3 separate regions of the Sus scrofa genome follow, and regions 1 and 2 are each linked to region 3. The links are chromatin contacts, called in public HiChIP or PLAC-seq maps. All regions are on one chromosome and are shown on one strand. Each heading gives the region's core, a stretch centred on a gene start, on an enhancer-like site or on the middle of the called end of the contact. The rest is flanking DNA. Distances are from core to core; before and after follow the strand shown.

Region 1 (3,917 bases), core at 1,376-3,875, 570 kb before region 3:
TTCGTGCAAGACTGCTTTTGTGTCATTAGTAACTGAGCTGGTGAAATAGCTTAGCTGGTAGGCATATTTTGCTGCAAAAGTCATTCCCTTTTGATCTTAACAAGATGAGCTGTAGTCATTTATCGTTAGAGTCTGTTATCTTGTTGAAAGAAGAACCTTGAGTAGATTTATTTTATTACACATCAGCTTGATGTGTGAAATTACTTACGTTGTCTGTATTTACAACTGTTAATTCCCAGGAAAACAGGTGTCTTTATATTATGTAGCCCACTGGAATTTAAACCCCCCCTCTTTTTTTTAACCAAAAAAAAAAAAAAAATGGGTTTGTCAAGATGTCAGAATCTTCTGTGTTCAGTGTCGTTTTTATGTTTTCAAGAGTTGTTTAGAAGCCTATGGATATTTAAAGCAGAGTAGCTCTAAAGGAGATAATTTCTAGAAGAGAATAGACAAAGAGAATTGAGTTTACAGATAGAAGATTTGAATATGCTCAGCATATCACTCTAGAATAAGTAATTATTTTCTTTTTAGGAATTCATATAGGTAATAAAAATGTTTACTATTATTTGCTTTTTATGATAACTTTATTGAGATATAATTCACATATCATAAAATCTACCCTTTTAAAGTGTACTTTTCAGTGGTTTTTAGTATACTCGAAGAGCTGTACAACCATTTACCTAACTTTTAAAGTATTTTCATTGCTTCAGAGTGAAACCCCATACTCTTTGGCAGTCACTGCCCATTTTTCCTATTCCTCAACCTATGACAACCACAAATCTACTCTTTGTTACTTTTTGACTAAAGTGTTGAAGTTCGAATAAATAATAGTTTAACACCACTGATCCTTCATATTAATGAAATTAGGTAATTAGGTTCTTCATTATTAAATATTTATAGTAATGTGTTAACTAAGGTTTTATTTCCCTCATGTTGTAAACAATAGCTTATGATCATTAGGCATAATAGTACATCACTAATTACCTACTATTGTAGTAAAATTTTGTTGAGTCTACCCCTTTTTTTGTTTTTGTTTTAAAAATTTTAGATAAACGTGTCTTTCCTTTAACCCCCAAATTGGGATAAATAAAATGACCTTAATTGTATTTATCTTTGCTTAGAATACCTTTCTCTCATGGTACAAATAAGTATTTACATAGTAGTTATAATAGAATTTCTGTTTAAAATACTGTAAAATAAACTTTGCATTTTTTCTCGGTCTTAGAAACATTCCTTTTTTGCAGGCAAACAGTTGACATTCTTTACAGATCATGCTTATTTGTTCACTGATGCAAGCTCTTAAGGTCCTTGCGACCTGTATGACTTTGAGCACCTGATTGTTTGAATGACTAGTGGATTAATAATTACAAACATGTGCCTATTATATGTTTTACCTCATTTAAATCAGGGTTTAATAGTGAGAATAAAGGAAATGGTTTTCAAAGTTGGAAGATACACTGAGAATTTTGTTAGTGTAGAGATCTGCCTATAGTCCATCTGGGATTTAGTTCAGCTGGGAATTGCTGGAATCATCCAAAGACTATTATTGTATAAGACTCCAATAGATATATGTGAAAAGATGTGAAATTGATTATGTAAGAATTCTGAGAAAAAGACCTTTTTTAAGGAACACCACTGTAAGACTTCTCTGACTCTTCTTGGGAAGCAGTGACAGAACCTGGGTTCTGCAAAAACAAATAATCATAGTTTACTGTGACTATTCCTATGGTAGATATTTTTCTCTGTCTCCATAGTAATAAGCGATGGCAAATACCTTCAACAACTAAGATGGTAGAAGAGCCCACAGGCTGAACAAGTACTCCGTTCTTGAATCCATGCCTTAGGTTTCTCTGAATATAAAATTAAAGCATTGTTTTTGAATTTTAAATAAATAAGAGGACTAGAACATTGCCACTGCTGGATATTGACAAGAGATGCTTGGAACCTAGAGCAGCTGGGCAGGTGGAAATTGAACATCACCTTAAAAGTGAACATCACGCTACAACTTTTATTGTGGTACACAAAAATATAACCTAAATCCATGGTCTCAAGAGCATGCTTATATATAGATACACATGTTGGATTTTATAATAGCTCTCAGAGGAAGAATGGGTTTCACTTTACAAAATTTTGTTCTGCCTACAGATTTTTAAGAATAAATCTCTTGTATAACCTGATGCTCTTATGTAAAATAAAAAAAGGAAAAGCTATGCTGTTTGAATATTACCAAATAGGCCCTGATAAGAAATGCTAATAACATAATTAGATTCTAAGTTTTTTGTTTTAGATTCAAAAAAGGTTTTTTTCACCCTAAATTAGCTACGCCATGCACAGCCTCCAAAAGATGCATTTTGTCTTTGTGTCTCCTGCATTTTTTTTTTTTTTTTTTTCTTCACTGAGTTTGAACAGACTGTTTTGTCCATGCCTGTGGAAGACTTCTTTCACTGTTCCCGGGTATCATGCCTGGCTTGTGTAATTGGGTAGTCATCAGAAAAAAAGGAGGGGGGGATTTTTTTAACCTTTGAAAGTGATATCCTTTTCAGCTTTGGCAGGTCTCAGTGTTCTATCTTTGTCTCTAAAATCCACATCGGAAATGCTAAGAGTTCCCATGCTGGAGTTAGGAGAGGTCGTTGTCAGGAGGATCCTGTAGCACTTTTCAGAAATTAGAGGGTCATCCAGCAAAACTAGGCCACATAGTCTAAGGATCAAGTGCACCCAGTAATATCTTTGGATTTGAAGATCTGCATGCTTTCAAGCTTATCTGTAATTTGGTCTGGTTTCTATTTACCTATTCAAGGCCAGCGTAGTTTTTGTGGTTGCTGAAAAATCCCTTACTAATATCAGTTTGTGCATATGAAAGTATTTTTTTTTTCATTTTAGTCTGGTTTTATTTCAGGTAGGTTTCAAGGTTTAGGTGAAATTGTCATAAGAACTCTTCATTTATCCCTACCCATGCACTTACCTGGCTCCTTATGGTACAGGGGTCCAGTGAGTGATTCCATCAGTGTTTTTAAGAATTTTATCTCTGTGTGCAGGTGTTTAGGAAGTCTTTTTCCTGAGTTATATAAAACAAGGTTTTTGTTTTTCTGAATTAAAAGGATCTGACTGGGCTTAGCCCTTGTTTATTTTAGTTGAATCCTTTCACCTGTGTTACAATAGACTGTCCTGTTTCTTTCTTAAGCCTGTTGATAGCACTCATAGTAGGCAAACAGAATGCACTGTGGTAAAAACTATTCTCGGAAATCAATGGGGAATGAGGCCGCAATAAAGTGAGTTATCTAATGTGAATCTTTTAACTTTAATTCTGATCATGGCAAGCTTTTTACAGTATACTTTTCTCCCTATAATATACTGTTGTTTAATTCCTTGTTGAATTACAAGCATCATTATGACTATTGTATACTGAACTATACTTTCCATAGGTAGATACGAATATAGGGCCAAGTCATGTGTGAGACATTGGTTGCAAAGATTGACCTTGTTTTCTCTCTCTCTGTATCTGTGCCCCTTGCATTGTGCCTCTGCAGAGGTCAAGTTTTTTTGCTTACTTCTTCAATCTAGGCTGGCCTTGTAACTTGCATTGGCTAATAGATCTAGCAGAGGTAATGGTGTGTCAATTATGAAGCTAGGTCTCAAGAGGCCTTGTGCACTTCTCCCACGGAACCCTGACTAGCTATTATGAGAATCGTGACGCCATCAAGCCTGCACTCCATCCAAGAGCCAGCCAACCACAATATATGTGAGGGAGGCCATTCTAAATAAGCCAAACTTAGCTGATTTATTTGACTATTACAAAATGATGAGAGAGCGCATAGCCAGGATAGAGTTGCCAACTGATCTGTGGAGTTAAAAGCAAGAAATGTTCGTCGTTTTAGGCCCTTGGATTTGGGGTAGTTTATTATGCAGCAGTGTCTAATTTT
Region 2 (3,606 bases), core at 794-3,293, 680 kb before region 3:
CTGTGGTGTAGGTCGCAGACGCGGCTCAGATTCCATGTTGCTGTGGCTCTGGCGTAGGCTGGCGGCTACCGCCCTGATTAGACCCCTAGCCTGGGAACCTCCATATGCCGTAGAAGCAGCCCAAGAAATGGCAAAAAGACCCCAAAAAAAAAAAAAGTGATTAAAGTGATTTACAATGTTGTATTTGGTTTTTATAATTGAAAACTTCATTTTATGGCATTGGGAGTGTTTTCTATTTTTGACATATCAGTCTGTTTTTACATGGAAGTAGAGATAGAGGACTGAACAGAAGAAATGTGAGCATCAAGATGCAAATAGATGAAAATAGACACCTGCTGTCCTTTTTTTTTTTTTTTTTTTGGCTGTGCCTGTGGCATGTGGAAGTTCTTGCGCCAGGGACTGAACTTGTGCCACAGTAGTGACAATGCCGGATCCTTAACCCTTAGGCCACCAGGGAACTCACTAGACCCCTGTTTTTGTAAGAGCCATTATATATACCTTGTCCTAAGTTTAAAATTTAGTTTCATAATAGTTTAATAATTGTAAGAGCAGGCCCCACAGTTGAATGAGATTAATTAGTTACTTTATATAGACTAGAATTGCTTGTGAACCTATCTGTTAAATGAGACAGAAAAAAGTTGTAGTTTTCTCTTAAAACAGTCCCACAAAACTTAAAATGTTATTGTTCTGATTGAGGTGTAATTATATCTAATAATGTGTACAGATCTTAAGTTTTTAGTCTGAGCAGTTTTGACAATTCTATATGCACTGTGTGTAGCCACCATCCCAAATAAGAAGTAGGAGCTTCCATCACCCCGTTAGTTCTTTGTGCCTCTTCTAGTCATGAACTTTAAAAAAAAATGAGTTCTTGGAGTTCCCTGGTTGCATGTTGGGTTAACCATCTGTTGTCACTATTCGTGACTTGGGTTTCTGCTGTGGCATTGGTTTGATCCCTGGCCCCCAGGGCTTCCACGTGCTGTGGATGTAGCCAAAAAGGAATGAGTTCTCGATAGCACCAGAATTGAAAGGAAAATTACCAGAGAACATATTGATAGTTTTACATTAAGAACTATACTGCCTGATTGTGATTATTTTTTTTAATACGCATTTCACTTCAGTTGCAGGTTAGTAGTTGATTTAGTGTTACTGCTGAAGTCACTGGATTGGCAATGTTAATGTATATTATAATTTCTTTTTCTTTTTTTTTTGTCTTTTTGTCTTTTGTTGTTGTTGTTGTTGTTGCTATTTCTTGGGCCGCTCCCGAGGCATATGGAGGTTCCCAGGCTAGGGGTTGAATCGGAGCTGTAGCCATCGGCCTACGCCAGAGCCACAGCAACGCGGGATCCGAGCCGCGTCTGCAACCTACACCACAGCTCACGGCAACGCCGGATCGTTAACCCACTGAGCAAGGGCAGGGACCGAACCCGCAACCTCATGGTTCCTAGTCGGATTCATTAACCACTGCGCCACGACGGGAACTCCTATAATTTCTTTTGATAACAAACTTACTTTTCACTTTCCCTTCGTTTGATCTTATCTGCAATGGTAATAAAATTGTTCCTTCAAATAGAATGCAAATGAAAGTGGTATGCAAACCATGACTGAACTTTGTCAAACTACACCAACTGTTAAATAATTAGGAGTATTTAGTGAGTTTTTGGAGGTATATTATTATTTTGCTTTGAACTGAGTAAGTGAACAAAAATTCAAGGGGGTAGAGTCAGGAAAGAGGTGAAAGTGATTTTTAAACTGTATTTATTACATGTGTGTAGTTCTGATTTTTTTTAAAGGTAAAGAAGGTTGTAACATAATCAAATGGAAACTGGGATTATTGAGGATTTTCATTATCCTTGCTATCCAGTTTCCCATTACTACAGAAAATTGAAAGTTGCGTTTTTATGACTGTAACTAAAGGCTAGATGTAACAGTGACTTTTTAGCTGTGAGCACCTGTTTTCCATGAACTTTCTTTGACTCCCTGGTTGGCATGCTCCGTGGTGAAGAGTCCAAGTTTGGGCCACCACTGTGCTTCCCTGACTTCTGGTCTGAGGCTTCTCATCTCTTTGGCCTTGGTCATTGCCAACCACCTGTATCAGTCAGTCTTTTTCTCTCATGCATTAGGGAAAGTTTGAAGTGTTAAAAATGGAAAAAAAAAACCCTCTCTTTTAGTTCTCAGGAGTTGATTGATATAGAATGAGGTAATTTATGTAAACACTTAACATCGGGATTGACACATACTAAATACTCAGATTGCTGGATTTTCTTATTGTTTTCATCATCATTACCAATATTTGATTAATGACCAATTTTAATTTAAGTGCAGCTGGCTGGAAAGAAAAGTTTTTTAAAAACATTGTGAGGAAACTTAATGATTCTAATTTCAGAGGAAAATTAATGTTCTTTAAAACAAGACAGTTTAATTACACCTGCAAGGTTCTGTCAGCAGAGGTTGCTAGAAGCTCTATTCCAAAATCCAGTGAATGTGTCATTACTATTTCCAAACTAATGTGGGAAAGTCTTCATTCTTTAAGATGAGCACTAGGGGGCAGTAGAAGCATTTTGGTTTTTGGCACAAATCCATTTTTTTTTTTTTCAACTGTCTTGTCTACAAGTGGAAGAAAAAAAGAATTTTATAAACAATGTCTTCCAGAAATTGGAACAGGTGAGGTTTAGTTTGAGATTAATGCTGGAATAGTTACTTTATATTGAAGCATAATATAGAAAATTCTTTATTTTTTTGTGATTTGAGAATATTATGACAGTTATATTTAAAGTTTGTTTTTTATCTTTAAGTTTTTAAAATCAGTAACATTCCTGTATAGCATAAGTCTTAGTGGCAGGAATTTTCAGGATAGTTTCTTTATAACTTATAAGTCTCTTGGCAAATAAGAAGGTTTATTTCTCTGATCCCCAGGGTAACCCAAACTTTAAAAAACACGTATAATAGCTTGTCACTTCCCTGCTTTCTTTCCTGTCAGTAAACTCTCCAGTTTCTTCCTATCCTATCACATTGTTAAGAAATCCTAGTTCCTTGCCTTGACCTCCTAAGACCCTGCATGACTTGGCTTCTGCAAGTCTCTCTGACTTGATCTCCTTCCACTCCTCTCTTGCTCACTCTTCTCTACCCACGTTGACTTTTCTGCTTTTCTTTGAACAGCTGTCCTTTTTTCCTCACAGAGCCTTTCAATTTTGTTTTTCCTCTATGTGCAATAACAGAGCTTCATGACCCCCTAATTTTTTTTTCCTAGCTCCCCCCCCCCCTTTTTTTGGCTTTTTAGAGCCGCACCCATGGCACAGGGGTCAAATCAGAGCTACAGCTTCCTTCCTGCCTCACAGCAGCACGGGATCCGAGCCGCATCTGTGACCTACACCACAGCTCATGGCAATGCTAGACCTCAACCTATTGAGCGAGGCCAGGGATCAAACCTGTGTCCTCATGGATGCTAGTCAGATTCGTTTCCACTGAACCACAGTGGGAATGCCCACGACTCCCTGGTTTTATTTGGATTTTTGTTTAAGTGTTACTTCTCTGACTACTTTATATAAGTACTCCACCTTCATTCCACTGCTTTATGGTGCTCCATTATCTGACATTTTGTTTATTAGT
Region 3 (3,867 bases), core at 122-2,621:
GGATTCTTGTGAGACTCATCAGGGCAGTGCAGGGCTGTTTTCTCCTCAAATGGTCAGGGGCCAGGAGCACACAAAGTAAATACTGCACCGAGAGTGTCAAGGACCAGGGAGCCAAGGAAGAGAGGCCACCTCTGTTGGCTCACACAGTGTATAGCCTACTGCAGGGGAGAGGAACTCTTCCTAAGGATGCTTTTATTTGTCATAATTTATTGTTTCATTTTGATAAGTTAATGGGTTATGTGTGAGGTGGAGAGAACAAGGAACAGTGTAGCAGAAAGAGTATTTCTTTGGGCGCCATGAGCTGGGTTTTGCCCCCCAAAGTATGACATCTTCTACACCTCAGTGCCTCTCTCTCGGGGTTGGTCCACCCCAATATAAAATCTATAGTATTCAGGGCTTCTGGGACAAGTGTGAAGAGCTAGGGACATCAGGAAGGCCTTCCTCCTTGGAGTTTCTAGAACAAGGACCACAGAAGCATATTCTGGTTGAAATTGTGGGGATCTCTATATAGTGTCCCCCCCAAATCAGGCCTCTGAAGTGGACTTTTCCAATTTGCCATCCCAACTCCAAAGTGGAGGAGACAACTTTTTCTCAAACGGTTTGATACAGCTCTTTTTGGGGTGAAACCAGGTTTCTGAAAGGTCCCACAAGCTCCCTCAGACTGGAACCTTGAGCAGAGCCTGCGCAGTGTGCTGGTCAAGGCAGAGGAAAGGCTGCCCCCACCGGCGGGAGCAAGCATTGCACCGGCTCCCCCATGCCCGCCAGGCCGGGGCCCAACTGCCCTCTGGGATAAGCCAACCTTGGTAGTCACCCAACTTGAGAATCTTTTGAGCTCTTCCTGTCGCCATGCCCCACCCCATCCATTCCATCCTGGCCTCTTTTTTCTCCTCCCTGGCAGCCACTCTGTTTTCAGATGTTTACCCTGGGTTAGAAGCTCGGTGGCAGGGCATGAGGCCTGGGGGAGGGAGAAGGGGACAGTGCCCAGAAAGAGGAATTCCTCTGGGAGGCACCTAGGGTGCATCAGATGGATGCCTACTCTCTCAATGTCCGGGAGACTGTGTGTGTGCGCATGCGTGCGTTGACCCATAGTCAGTGTCTCTGGCCTGCAATGTCTTTAATCCCAGATGAGCCCAAGTCGGATGCCTTTTTTGGGAACACCAGCGCTCCTATGGCCAATCGCAGTGGTCTCTGTGATCAGGACATCCGGATTTTGTAACGTCATGTTATCACCGCTCCCCCGACCCCAATTCCATCCTTCAGAGCTCTGAGGACATGTAACTAGAAGCCACTGCCGTCGCTCTCCCCCTCCGCAGTGGACCCGTGTCACCTGCCGCCCTGGCATCATCACCCAGGCATGCACTGTCACACTCCCAACCGGAATGTCAGCTTGCTGTTTGAGATTCACACCGACAGTGGGTCCCCAGAGGGCTCCTCTCGGAGCCAGGGCGGCCCGCGCTTGGGCACACATAAAAGCACAGGAGTCCCCTGGCTTTTTGGCAGCACTTCAAGCACTAGCCCAATGAAGAGATCTTGACAGCATACTTGTAAACTCCACAGGCCCCAAGGGCTCAAACACCACGATATTTATGCTCACGGGGTGGACAGCCAAAATAGTTGGGTTGTTATGCAGACGTGGGTCCTTTAGTCCGGGCCAGCATTTCTGACACCTGTTAATTGGCATTTGAGAGAACGGAGTCAAGGGGGGCGGGTGGAGGAGGGGGCTTTGGAGCTGCTGCCAACCTGTACCTGAACAGCAGGGCACCCCCTCAAGGTTTTGACCCATCTGGTGGGGGTGATGAGGGGTGGGGAAAAGCTTCCCTGGCAGGGATGAGCAAGTGAGTCCCAGGGTTGCCAGAAGGGATCATGAGAGAAGGAAGAAAATAGGAAGGAGGGTGAGAAGAAAAGTAAGAGACCAAGAGGGAGAAAAAAGAGCGAGAGAGAGGGTATTTTTAGACTTGCTAACACAGAGCTTTGGGCTGTAGCACCCTGGTCTCTGTTTCTGCTGCACCAGTTCTCCCGGCCCAGGTTGGGACAAGCGCTCCTTCCCTCCTGAGGCTATAGACCCACCCTCGTTCAAGGTCAGCTGCAGGACCACCTCCCCCTACGAGCCTCCGCCTCCAAAAAGCTCCCAGCCCCAGCTCCCCCAGCCCTAGCAACCTCTGCCCCCAGAACACTCTTATCCTGCGCACAGTGTAGCCCCCCCCCCATGCATCTTCTTCTCCTCCTTACAGTTGCCCCCTCACTCCGTTGTTTGTCCCTTGGCATCATGATGGAGCCTTACTCTGGCGCACGGTGCCCAGCACAGCCCTAGACTTACTGTAGGTTCTCGGTTTCCAGAGCTGGATCGCTGTTCTCCCACCGAATGTCTTCTTTTCAGTTCCAGGCATTCAGCCTTCACTTCCATCCAGCAATGCCCCTACTCTGTACCCCCGCAGCTTCAAGCTGACCGTGGGTGGTTCACAGCTAAACCTGAGACAAGGTTTAAATAACTTAGTAAAAATCATGTCTGCATTTCATTATTAATGCACACGCACACAAATGTCCAGAAAATCCCTGTTTCTGAACTGACTTATGTTCCAAAGTCACCTATGTTAGTTGTTTGAATCTGGAAGTCCATTCAATATTTTGAATGACTTTGTTCATTCATTCATTCCACAAATACAGCTGAGCCACAGGAACAGGCAAGCACCGTTTTAGATGCTGGCGAAGCTGTGGGGAGCAACCTTGTCCTCTAGGAGTGTATACCATGGTCAGGGGAGACAGGTGACCCACAAACACATAAAATATACATGGCAGATGATCCTAAGTGCTATGGAAAGGAATGAAATAGGCACCAGGAATAAGGAGTATAGGAATGGGGCTGGGATTATAAACCGAGTGGCTGGGAAGGCCATTTGAGAGAGAACTGAAGGAGAAAGAGATCGAGGAAAGTCCAGACTCAACGCAAGAGTGAAGTTGGTCTCTTCAAGGACTGAGAAGAAAGCCAGAGCAGAATGAACACTGGGGAGAGAAAAATACTAGGCAGTTTCCCCAGCTAGCCTCTCAGTAGTCGATTTAGCCCGAACAAGTCTGAGCTGTGATTCTAATGCAGGGCAGTGCCTTTACTGGGTGCCCACTCTCTGCCAGGGATTAGTGCTGGTACTCATACTCTACATGTCCACAACCATGGCTCTCTAGGAAGATCTCTTTGGAGTGTCCGCTGGGAGTGCTAGGGACAGACAGAGCCCACTCAGGGTAGCATAGGGGTGGGGGCTCAGGGGCAGGTAAGGAACAATGCCCAGTAGATAAAACCTCCTTCCTGGAGCAACCCTCTCTATTTGCTCTTGCACCAGATGGCTTCAACTCTCTGGGGTGACCAACCCCCTCTTGATTTGGAAGCCCAGGCACTTGATTTGTTGCTGAGTGTTGGGTTTTGTCTGTAGACACGTTGTACAACCTTCCCGATCCTTGATTTCCTAGCGGTTAATAATGACTGCTCTACTTCTTTCATGCAAATTGAGATTAGTGCCCATAACAGAGCCTTGTAAAACACAACAGCCTCCTGATCTGAGTCATCCTAATTTTCACGTAGTCGCTTGGTCCTCTACATCAGGGAATTGGGGGAGAGGGTCTCAGGAAGAGACGCATCTCCCAGTGACACCTTCCTATGTGGAAATGGCTGGTAAGGTTTATGGTGGCTGTCTAATCTCCTCAGGAAAAGATCATGAGGTAAGGCAGTTTCAAGAGGGTGAATCGTTCTGCTAAAAAGTCCAGGTAGGACAAGAAACAGGCTGACGAAAGAGAACATTGTCTGGCTCTAGGGGAGCTTGTGGAGTAGAATTTGAAGAAACATATATAATATAGTTCATTTAAAAAATAACAAGCAAA

Evidence for each region. HiChIP or PLAC-seq counts read pairs in DNA pulled down with a chosen protein or histone mark.
Region 1: a contact with region 3 is called in an H3K27ac HiChIP or PLAC-seq map of skeletal muscle, with 3 times the contacts expected there. The contact joins two enhancer-like sites.
Region 2: a contact with region 3 is called in an H3K27ac HiChIP or PLAC-seq map of skeletal muscle, with 9 times the contacts expected there. The contact joins two enhancer-like sites. A contact is called at or near these places in 2 of 47 Hi-C or Micro-C datasets (fetal skeletal muscle and skeletal muscle) and 1 of 2 datasets of contacts at active chromatin or transcription factors (skeletal muscle).

Annotation. Positions count from the first base shown.
Region 1 is chr16:22,751,621-22,755,537 of Sscrofa11.1, forward strand. The region is part of intron 9 of WDR70 (WD repeat-containing protein 70); the gene reads left to right. Among named protein-coding and RNA genes, the nearest start is that of WDR70, 150 kb to the left of the region's middle. Within about 2 kb of position 2,626, at least 2 of the 83 cell types and tissues checked have an H3K27ac peak or open chromatin away from gene starts, as enhancers often do. A contact at or near this core is called in skeletal muscle, where this site is marked.
Region 2 is chr16:22,634,743-22,638,348 of Sscrofa11.1, forward strand. The region is part of intron 5 of WDR70 (WD repeat-containing protein 70); the gene reads left to right. Among named protein-coding and RNA genes, the nearest start is that of WDR70, 37 kb to the left of the region's middle. Within about 2 kb of position 2,044, at least 1 of the 83 cell types and tissues checked has an H3K27ac peak or open chromatin away from gene starts, as enhancers often do. A contact at or near this core is called in skeletal muscle, where this site is marked.
Region 3 is chr16:23,319,355-23,323,221 of Sscrofa11.1, forward strand. No RefSeq gene overlaps it. Among named protein-coding and RNA genes, the nearest start is that of EGFLAM, 82 kb to the right of the region's middle. Within about 2 kb of position 1,372, at least 2 of the 83 cell types and tissues checked have an H3K27ac peak or open chromatin away from gene starts, as enhancers often do. A contact at or near this core is called in skeletal muscle, where this site is marked.